Regions from separate parts of the Zea mays genome. Here region 1 is linked to region 2. Evidence: chromatin contacts called from public Hi-C data. All regions are on one chromosome and are shown on one strand. The core of a region is the stretch at or near the end of the contact, and the rest is flanking DNA. Distances in the headings are between cores, read along the strand shown.

Region 1 (5,503 bases), core at 2,261-4,760, 470 kb after region 2:
GATAGGCTGAAACCCCAGTCAGATACTTGCAGCACAGCTTCCTCCACAAATGGCCTTGCATCTCCCTGGCGCACAGACTCTGCAACATTCCTTTCCCAGAATGCATTGAACGCAGGACCTTCCAGTAAAGTTTTGTCCTGAATTATGTCATAACATTAGTACTTGGCACGAGAAAAGGCAAATGTTCGCATTTAATAAAAGGGATGAATACTAAAAATTCTTAACCTAGCACCAATCATGCATGGATAAATCAGTCACTAACATGCTCATGAAGCAAGACAATGCTGAAGTTGTTGTTTACCTATGTCGAACACATAACGAGCGTACTGTAGCACATGGAACATGGAAGATAAACATAGATGCTCCAACTTTTCAACTGAATATTGTTTTTAAAAAAAGTATTTATCTAACTAAAATCCAGTGCCACTTCTTCCTCGTGTCGTTGTTTGTTGTACAATAATACCACACATCTTGCATTTGATTTTCCTATGCCTTTTGAAATAAACAGAAGCTTTCTACATTTTAAAGAACCTTGATGGTGAACAGTAAGAGCAAGAATGGTAAAGCAAACCCATGCCCTACAGCAGCATCCCAATGTTTCATTGGTACTTTGAGATAGTACATAACACTTTAGCATACCTTCTTCCCCAATGACAGCGACAACCAACTCTCTGGATGTCCTTGCTTTCCAGAAAGAAAGGTTTGGCGATAAAAGAATGGTAGTAGTGATGGAAACCTCCGAGCTAAAATGTGCATCAGTTTCCGTTTCGTTGACCAGCTATCCCATGTTTTACGCCTCTCATCTTTGGTCATCTTGGAGTCATATGGATTTGCCATAGGTGCGAACATTGCTGCACCTGGACTCGGAATATAAATAACATATCAGCAGACCTACCAGTAACATATACAATAAGCATGTAAGGTCTGTGTTCTTTGAATAGAAAAGCAATAAGTGCTTTTGACTGAAACAACCACATCTTATCTTAAGATGCAATAGTAGTTATGTCTTGACCAGATCAAGGTTCCAAACAAGGAAGACATATGTGCATCTGTGCTTTCAGTTTCAAAAAAATCGTTAAACATTTGGATGGTGCTGAGTAATCCAATTGAATAGAGCACCCACATTTCATTATCATAGAGGCAAAAGTGATATACTAACAAGCTTACAGAAATGTAAAGCATGGATCGCATTATGTTTAGGTCACAATCATTTCCAGAATTAAGTTAAGTCTTCTGAAGTTCAAAAGGGATAAGCAAGGTATGACATTGCATATCCACAGGCTGAAAACAATGGGTCACTGTGCAAGTGTCAAAAAACAACTGCATCCAAATAGGCATCCCCATAAAAAAAACTCGGGCAGTAGGGGAAATACCGCTCCCACAATATTATATTAAGAGGAAACTCAATCGGAGCCCCAAGCGAAGAAGATCACGAAAGCTGCCCCCTCCTCAACAACTTGCCAAAATATAAACTTACAAATCCAAAACAATGTAGAAGAAAAAACATGAAGTAGGTACCAGCAATGCGATCAGGAATGTAACGAAGAGCACTCCAGGCATGCATTCCACCTCCAGAATAGCCCACAACCCAGAACTTCTCCGGAATATTGAGAGCATTAGCCAGATAGAGCATGTCCATTGCAGAAGAATTGAGATTCCGGCCTATGTGTGGATCGCTCTCACCAAAACCAGGAAGATCATAGGTCACAAGTCGTACTCCAAATTCTTCCAGAAGAGATGCTCTAATTCCAGGGATTCCTGCATGAGAAAGAACAATGTAGATCAAATAGGAAGCATGGAAATGCCAACAGTGTCCGGTAAATGATGTAACGCTCTGATAAACTAACATGCCATACCAACTCGACTAGACTCCCTACCTGCTAGCCTTGATGAAAGAAAAGAATGAGGATAAATCAGTGAAAATCTTGCTCTGTTAGCTGAAACTCCTTGTTCTTGATAAGCCAGATGCCGTCCATCAGGAAGTTGGATTCTATCAGCACTTGGGGGGCCGATGATAAGTTTCTTTGGAAGCTCTACTGGAGTTTCATTGCCACTCCCAAAACCTAAAACTGCATGGAGAACATTCTCATTAAGCAATTAAAGTGGTGCACTGATCTCTACACGGACAAACTGTATCAGGTGTGAACATTTCGGCACTAATGAATATATTTTGCATTGTGCTATTATAACTGGATGGCCATAAATTTATAACATTATGATATCATGGAAGATGTCACATTAAATTCATAAATTATTCGAAACATATATAAATTAACATGTTGCAGTTCTCAAGCAAGAAGCTTTGGCCCACAATGAACCAAACTGATCACAAAATGTACACAATAAATCAGTGACAGAGTAAATCGGACTAAAATGAGAAATAAACAGTGCTCTCCATGGAAATCAATTACTTAAACTAGACACACTAGACAAACCATCTGTACATATGTGAATGAAATAGGATGAAACAGTTCCCCTTGTCCCATTCCGTGACAAGGAACTCAAAAGGTAAAACAATTGACTAGTGGTATCCTTAACCATTGCAATGATTCAGCGGATCAAACACAAACCCAGAATACGCATGAAACAGTAGTGTAGTTGTGGGTTCTTCTTGTCAACGCAACGTTGAGCGAGTAAACTAGGCATGACCCCAGGGTCTGAAAATGTATGGTTGCGAATGCCACGTTTTCCCACCAACTGGACAGTGAAACGTACTACAGACTAGATATCTGCTCACAGAGAGAAGTTACAATCCAAAATTCAAAATAAAACCCGCAACAGAAACTGAAACACGAGTTTATTCCCGATTCTCCACAGTCAGTTAGATCCATCCCCGTAAAAGAACAAATACGAGACAAAACCCATACAGCATGTTGCGTGACGCCACGAACCACAGTTGCAGGCTCAGCTAGAAGCAGAGACGCGTCACGCGAGCGCGGGGCGTAGCGGCGCTGACGCGGACAAGAGCGGCGGACGCGAGATCAGCGGTTACCTAGGAGCGAGACGAATGCGACTGCGGCGACGGTGAGCCAACACCTCACCGGGTCGCGCTCCTCGGGGAGGTACTCGTTCATGAAGCTGAGGCGCTTCCCCGTAGCCGCCGCCCGCTTCCGGAGCCGCCGCGCCACCTCGCTGTCCTCGGCGCCGGCGAGGCTCTGCGCGGCGACGTCCCACAGCCCCCGGCCCAGCTCCCGCAGCATCTCCGCCGTCGACTCCGCGAACCCCTTCGCCTGCTGCGCCCACCCCTCCTCCGCCCTCCCCTCTTCCTCCTCCCCGTACCACCCGGCCCCCGCCGCAGCAACATTCGCCGCCGCCGGCGCGTGACCTCCGGCGCCGGGGAGGCGAACGCCCGTGTTCCCCACGTGAGTGGCCAGGTCCTCGTGCCACGTCATCGTCGCCGCCGACGACGTCTTGCCGCCGCGGCGCCGATCGCTTTGGCTCCGCCTGTACGGCTGTACGTGCTCCCGTGCAAGTGAGAGGTTTGGAGATTGGGAAGCGAGGAAGGGAGGAGTGGGAGCTGGAAACCGAGGCGAAATGGCGAGCTTGAGACGTTTGGCTGACTTGTAGGTCCCGCTAGGCTGTGTGGGTAAAACTGTACTAGGAGTCTAGGAGTTTCTGGTGGGTGTCTCTGGCTTTGGTGGTTCCGGGCCCGGGTTGCTTTCTTCCCCACGACCACGAGCGTCCACGGATCTAGGCCGTAGGAAATGTGAGAGGCGGCACGGCGGCTCGCAACTGCCACGGAGTTGTACTGGCATGCAGGAGTGCTGGAGTGGGTCACAAAAATTGAAAAGTGGTGTTTCCATTTTGTTCCTGCGTTCACAACAAGAAAACTTAGGGCCTGTTTGTTTACCCCTCAGATTATATAATATGGATTAAATAATCCTAAGAGGCAAACAAACAGTCCAGCTTATTTGCCGAGATTATATAATCTAACTCTTTAGATTATGATAATCCATAAGCAAGTGAGGAGGTGCTTATTTCAGATTATTTTTTTCCCACTTCCCCACTACCCTTTAAAGTTTCCTAGAAATTACCCACCATTGCCATTATAACCCACCATTGGCATTAATGTCTTCATCATACAAAAGAATCTTATTAACAACTCAAATAATCTGGATAAACAAACGGGACTACTCAGATTATATAATCCAGATTATATAATCCTCCAAAAATAATCTAGATTATATAATCCATGGGGTTAAACAAACAGGCCCTTAAGAGACTACTCTTGTAAATGTCCGAATTAAGTTGTTTACAGACATTTGAAGTTTTCAACGTTATCCCACACATTTGTTTAGTGCACTGTGTCAACAAAATTTAGAAATGAAATTGATGTTGTAGATATTGGGTTCTTCTTATAGGCTTAGTCAAAATCCAAGAAGATTGACCTAACAAAACTAAAACAGTACACAATCTAAAATAGTAAAATGGACTGGGTACTTAGTACTCCTCTAATTAAATTAATTAATTACCTTAGGTTATTTTTTTATAATAGCTATTTTAATGGCACAAATTTTTATTTAAAGTATCTGTACGTAAATGATTGTTCAGATAATTATTTATTTAATTGGAAAAACATCTTTTCACGTGAAATTTAACACTACTAGTCGGTTGCCCGTGCGTTGCTACGGCTTACAACAATACCCACGTAAACTATCCACCAAAAAATTTTCAAGATTTTTTATTGATGGTATCCACTCTCTGTATAATATTTTTTGATTTGGCTAACTCATGTTATTGTTTACTCCATGCAATATATCATGGTACAACACGGTCAATGAAGTGAGCGATTAAAAGAGAGTTCATAACGACTAACTAAACAAACAGAGATTATAAAATGACATAATTTCACCATACAGAGACCAAATAAGAGAAAATTTGTGAGCTCAAGTTTCTAAAATAAGTCACATGAACTCAAACTTATAAAAAAGTTGGATCAAAATATGGAGTGATTGCTAAGGCAGGCATCAATAAAAATTGGATGCGCTCCATATAAGTTATACTACTTCGTAGCAATTACTAACGTTTAAAACAAACAAATAACCTTTTATTTTACTGTTAGTGTGATAAATCATCGTTGCTCTATCCAATTCAGCAACCTCAAACACCATGGAGTCCATTGCGCCAATGTGGTCTTAGAAATAACCTAATGCTTGCAAGAGCCAAGAACATCGTGTCATGCTTGGGCTGTAGCCTCGGCCTGTAGTGCTGGTCCGGCCCGACACGATTATATTTTTTTTTATTTTTTTAAAAAAACGTATATACATATATACAATTTATATTCAATATTAAAAATATCTGAACATGATGTTCTACTGGTTAGACAACTTCATCTAATGTTTACCGCCCTTGTTCCATCAGAGCATGGATTCGAATCCCACCTCATGCACCGCTTTTTAATATTTTACGCTGATTTAATCAAATGGGCCGACAGGTTGCCCGTCATAGTCAGCAGGCCGGCATGGCGTGCCTGAGCCAGAGTTGTGGCCCGCGAGCGTCTGGC
Region 2 (5,483 bases), core at 1,752-4,251:
ATTTCATTAACTCCTTTGGTACATCCTTTCTCCTCCTTAACAGAGTTTCCTTGCAAGAAAATCATTGGATTCTCAATTGCAGCTGATGGGAGCATTATTGTCATCTGAAAGCATTTCTCTCTCTGATAACATTCATGATACATTCAAAAAATGTAAGGTATCTTTTATGGTGAAATATTTATTGCCAATAATTAGACTGCTATCTAAATGTCTTATGGTCATGATTGCATGCCTAGCAGTATGGGTTGAGCACGGTGATGAGCTGAGCCTGGAGTATGCTGGCTCTTATGCTTTGAAAGGGGATCTAGTGAGGTACTCTAGCATTTCCTGCCTCAGTAATTCATTAATAATAAACTGTGATATGTAGTGTTACTTGGCTAACTTACATGGGAACTATTGAGGTAACACAGATATGGAAGGCAGACATTGCCTGGACTAATTAAAGATGGAATGAGTGCTCTTTCAAGATATTATTTGAATAATTTTCATGACGGAGTGCGGCAAGTAAGTTCTTATGTTATGCTCATTGCTCTAGTCCTATTAGCGATCGCTCCTCTTAGGCATTTTTCTTGTACAACCTTCACTTCAGTTTCCAGAGCACTTAGCTAAACTGCACATGATGTAGCAAGAGTGCATTGCATCATTTCTCTTTTCAATGTTTAGGGCTTGTTCGGTTCTACCCCAATCCATATGGATTGAGGGGTTTCAATCCCTAGTAAGTCAAAATCTCCTCCAATCCGTATCAATCCCCTCCAATCCATATGGATTGAAAATAACCGAACAAGCCCTTAAGGAGGTGCCATAAGATACATTGATTCAGATGCAACTTTACAGTCATGTAATGATACTACTATATTATTTCCCAGTGCTTCTTGCTAGATTATCCCTGTCTACACCCTTGTGTTGACCACGCTGTGCCTCTTTCATTATTTGTCTCCAGGATGCTCTTGACCTTATTAGCGGTTATTATACAGTCAGCCAAGGCAGCTCTTCTCCTTTTCATAATGGTGTTGATTCTTCTTCGGTAATTAACTAATAATTTGCCTGTCTTAGTAGTGTGGCCTTTTCATTTATCTGATGGGAATTGCTACCCTTGTATAGTTAAACAACATCCTCTACAAAAAAGTTAAATAACTCTGCTGTTGGTTGGTCTCACCTTTTGTGGCTGTTGCGAAAACATACTGCAGTATCTGCCGGTGGCTTCAGCAATCATAGTTGGTGGGATTACCGCGACAACTTTCACTCTCAGTCAAGGTCTGCCTGCCTTGCTAGTCTCCAGAGTTCTGAAGTTTTGATAGACTGTTCACATCAGTTGTGCTTATATTCTCTTTGAAAAAAACTGAATTGCACAGACAGCAAAATTTTATATCCATTGTCTCATCTCATCTGCAGTTGGACGGAACGCGCAGCACTTGATCTCCTCCATTATCTGTGCGGGCTTAACAGTCGGAGTAGTAGCCTTGGTGAAAGCCAATGGGAAACAGTTTTGCTCTAGGCCCCGTCTGTGTGGTCTAATCTAATCCTTGGTCTTTTCCCCCCTTCCCTTTCATATTGCCCTTTGTTAGAAATTGAATGTAAAAGGATTAGAATGTTGTTTTATTCGTTGCAAGAGTAAGGTTAAATAAGGAGGCAGGATGGCCTGCCGGTCCCGTAATCTGAAGCTGCTAATTTGTAAGCCTATAGTTTGGATTTGCACATTCTATTTGTTATACTTTTTATGTATCCATGAATAGAAAATTACGCCTCGAAATTCCAAATTTGTAATAAATCCGAGAGACCACATATTTTTTTAGTGTGACTGGTTGGTAGCGACGGTCTTGGCGTCTTGCATAGTTGCTGACACAGAAAAGACACCTCCGTCCCTCTGTCTGGTACAGTGAGGGTGGGGCATCAAAAACACAAAGATGCTGTTCTTATCAGGCACAGATGTTTGCCAAGTATAATTCCACGTTGCGCTATACAGTCGGGTTTGCTCGTATGCATTTATGATCTAGATACTTATGCTGTCTCCGATCCAAAAACTTAGGCTTCGTTTGTTTTCCTTTGCTAAAGTTTACCAAACATGTTAACTAAAAGTTGTTGTATCGTGTACTCACATTAATTAGAGGTGATGTGGTAAAATTTAGCATTTGTATCATACAACTCTTAAGTGCTAAAGTTTAGTAAAAATTTAGCACTATAGAAACAAACATGTCCTTAATTATGCATGCTCTAATAGATACACTCCTAGTTAGGGGTGATAATAGATTAGATCGTGATCCAAATACTTCACAAAATGGTAGGGACATAAATAAATTTTAGTTCAAAAATAAATAGAAATAGGGTCCAATCTTAATCTAATCTGATTTTAAATTTTATAATATAAAATTTAGAGCATATTATCACCCTACTTCTAGTATTTATTATTTTAGAACAAGTGCGCTTTTAGTTATGGGACCACCTAGTTCTAAGTAGACTTTACTACTTTCTCTATTCACAAAGTGCAATTATTACATGTGTGGATAGATTTTGCTAGGAGGCTATATATGTAATTTTCCTAGTACCGTTGATCTCAACAATAAATTGTACAAATGCATTTATTTTAGTAGGACGTAGAGAGAACGCCAAAACAGTGAGCGAACCTTTTGGCTTGCAATACTTGCAATTCTAAAAACAAACGAGCAGGCATTTCATCCAGTCTCAGCCTGCAATTTTTTTGGGGTCATATTTAAGGTTGTCTCCATTAGATAGTGAGTATGATGGTGTAAAATATTATTTTGCATCATAGACTACATAATTTATCGAATGGATTTGAAATAGAAGGTAGGATATGCAAGCTGTTGGAGACCGGCTAAGAGGCGAAGCCTAAGCGTGCAATTTCGTTGCCTGATTCGTGGCCTATAATCTATTTCAAAAGAAGGAACTGGAGATCGAGCTGTACTGCCCAAAAATAAGAAGCACCAAATTAACCCTCTGTGGCAAGCCACGTTTCGAGGTGTCTAAATGTGGTTAGCAGCAAAATAAACTGCCCGTCCAATCTCTTTCATCTGCTTGCTTGCTTGCTCTCCTGCATTAGTTTCCATCCTCGGTTGCAGGTAGTTAGTCGGTTCCGGATTCGCGCCGGCCTTTTTGCACGACGTGGATGTTGCAGCCGGAGTTCTTGACGACGGTGCCCAACGAGGAATAGAAAGGGGGAAAAAAAGAAACGCGTATCTGAATTCCACACGGCCGGCGAAGACACTTGAACAGTCTTGCTGGCAATGGGAAACAAGGGACCAGTGCCAACACAGGAATCGACGAATGGTTCTGTTCTGTCTCCCTCACTCTCTGATCTCTCTTGTCATCCCATCCCTGTTTACGCCCCTGGCGCATACTTGAGACGCAATCCATAATCCACCGCAGATGACGCCGAGGCACCGTCGTCTACGTCTGCTGCGAGCAATACTAAGAGCAAGACAGGTACGGGCAACAACAGGTTCCAGCATGTGCGTGAGCTCCCATTTCTAATCTAAAAATCAATGGGATAGTGATAATAGTGTCCGCTGCTACCCGCTAGACGTGGAGCGAGAGCAGCTGTTCGAAGGATCAAGCGACGACGACGCCGCCCACACGCCACGGAAGAGAAGCACCCAGGAGATCCTCACCAAATACAAGTTCAAAGGGGTCGCTTTTCTTCTTCTTTCTTTCTTTCTTTCTTTCTGCATCAGTCTCGCCGCCAACACACTGATCCATGTTTCGAAACCGCGCTCATCTTTGTGACGATGATGATTTACATACAATCGCAGGACGCCGCGGCTGCCGCGGCTCACGCGAAGCAGAAGCTCATGGAGCGGCAGGAGAAACTCGCGGTAGATTAGATAGACACATAGACCCACCGGTTCATGCATGAATGACTCCTTCTGTTATACATAAATGACCGACCGATCGATGGCCATCCGCGCGCCTCCCTGTGCTGTGCTGTGCCCAGAGAATCACGGAGCAGTCCGCGGAGCTGGAGAGCGAGGCCGAGAACTTCGCCGCGCTCGCGCAGCAGATCAGGAAGAACACGGAGACCTGGTGGTGGAAGCGGTGATCAACAACGTAAGCCATCGCCTGCTTACGTAGCTCATGCGTCGTCAGCAGACTGGCATGGGACGCCACGGGATCATATGCATGGCTGTAACCCGGCCACGCTGCTCGGTTCCTCTCTGCACAAGCGTCAGCAGACTGTGGCGCTAGTACGTGCCGCTCTCTCTGCATCTGCATCACATCACTACGAGCCCCAGCAAGCAGAACGAAAAGCAATGCGATTGTGACGGTTCAGCCAGCGTCGGCCCTGCTGCCCCTGCAGCAGCAGCAGCATGTCTGTTTTCCTACGGATCTTTGTTTTAAGGCTTCAACAATGAGAGAGATGTGACCTGCCCCCCAGCTGCCGGTGCATAAATTCAGCATGGCTCTCTGATGGATGGTAGAAAGACACCAGGACGTCACGCGTCTCCTACCTTTAATTTTTAATTAATTAAAGATTCACAATACGATCAGAAAGAAATCCGCTAGTAGCGCCGTAAGCTGATTACGGACCAAAAGGACCCGAACCAAACAGCAGCACCTTGCGGCTGATCGATGGCCAAAATAGTTGGTGTCGGATGGCCCGGCCACGAGGACCTCGTGTGCTGCTGCCGGCCACAAGTACCGGTGGCTCTGGCTTCCCCGAGCAACATCTCACTCGCTCACTTTGATTAGTGGATGTCGTAACGGGCTCCTGCCCCAGCTGGTCCCCCAACAACAGCAGCTTTTGCGGAGAAAGGACAAAGGCGTGATTAACCGAACAAAGCGCACAGCACCGACCATATGCGGCATGGTGAACGACTCATGGTGATGCCAACCCCGCCTCCCAACTAATCGAACCCCTCCTTTGCTGATGAAAAAAACTATAAGGGCTAGTTTAGAAACCATATTATCTCAAAGGATTTTCATTTTCCCAAGAAAAATTAGTTCATTTTCCCTTGGGAAAATAAGAATCCTTTAGAAAAATTGAGCTCCCAAACTAGCCCTAAAGAAGCTAGTATACCGTTGGGGAAAAATATTTTTGACAACAAAAATACAGATTAGGATCGTTTCATACGAAGACTGAATGACGTTTATTTTAACTGTTATGTAATTCGTGCTAATGCTACGATCACGCGGAGAGGAGGAAGAGGTCAACGACTCAACAACAGGCGATGCGAGTGAGGGGGAGGGGTCGGCGCGAGGAAGGGGGAGGGGGATAAGAGATGATCCAAATAATATTGATCATTAGATTTGAGTAAGTGAGAGTAAGTTATCCAATGACCTGAATTGTTGTTTTTGATGGTGTGTTAACTATGAGTGTAATTTGTTTGGTGAATTTAGTGGAGGTTATGGGTGTGAGGGGTGATTTTGGTTGGGTGAGTTTTGCAAAGTTTAAACTGATGAATTATATATTCGTATAGATAAGGATCGGCCAATACTCTTAGGTAGTGTTTGGTTCCGGAGCCAGTTAGGAT

The links. Hi-C and Micro-C count contacts between places; a contact is called where the count stands out from the background.
Region 1: a Hi-C map of leaf shows a contact between it and region 2, with 1.9 times the contacts expected there. The contact joins the promoter of LOC100274584 here to the promoter of LOC103639270 in region 2. A contact is called at or near these places in 3 of 25 Hi-C or Micro-C datasets (endosperm, leaf and tassel).

Annotation. Positions count from the first base shown.
Region 1 is chr9:144,311,590-144,317,092 of Zm-B73-REFERENCE-NAM-5.0, forward strand. LOC100274584 (alpha/beta-Hydrolases superfamily protein) reads right to left here and starts at 3,511. Exons shown (of 5, transcript NM_001148937.1): 1 at 2,993-3,511; 2 at 1,878-2,069; 3 at 1,519-1,758; 4 at 640-857; 5 at 1-137. The coding sequence starts at 3,392.
Region 2 is chr9:143,846,109-143,851,591 of Zm-B73-REFERENCE-NAM-5.0, forward strand. It overlaps LOC103639270, which reads left to right and starts at 3,002. Exons shown (of 5, transcript XM_008662029.3): 1 at 3,002-3,282; 2 at 3,382-3,438; 3 at 3,536-3,642; 4 at 3,765-3,827; 5 at 3,947-4,364. The coding sequence starts at 3,240. The coding sequence ends at 4,051. LOC100217037 reads left to right here. Exons shown (of 20, transcript NM_001367758.1): 15 at 44-152; 16 at 240-312; 17 at 411-504; 18 at 941-1,024; 19 at 1,188-1,254; 20 at 1,393-1,765. The coding sequence ends at 1,520.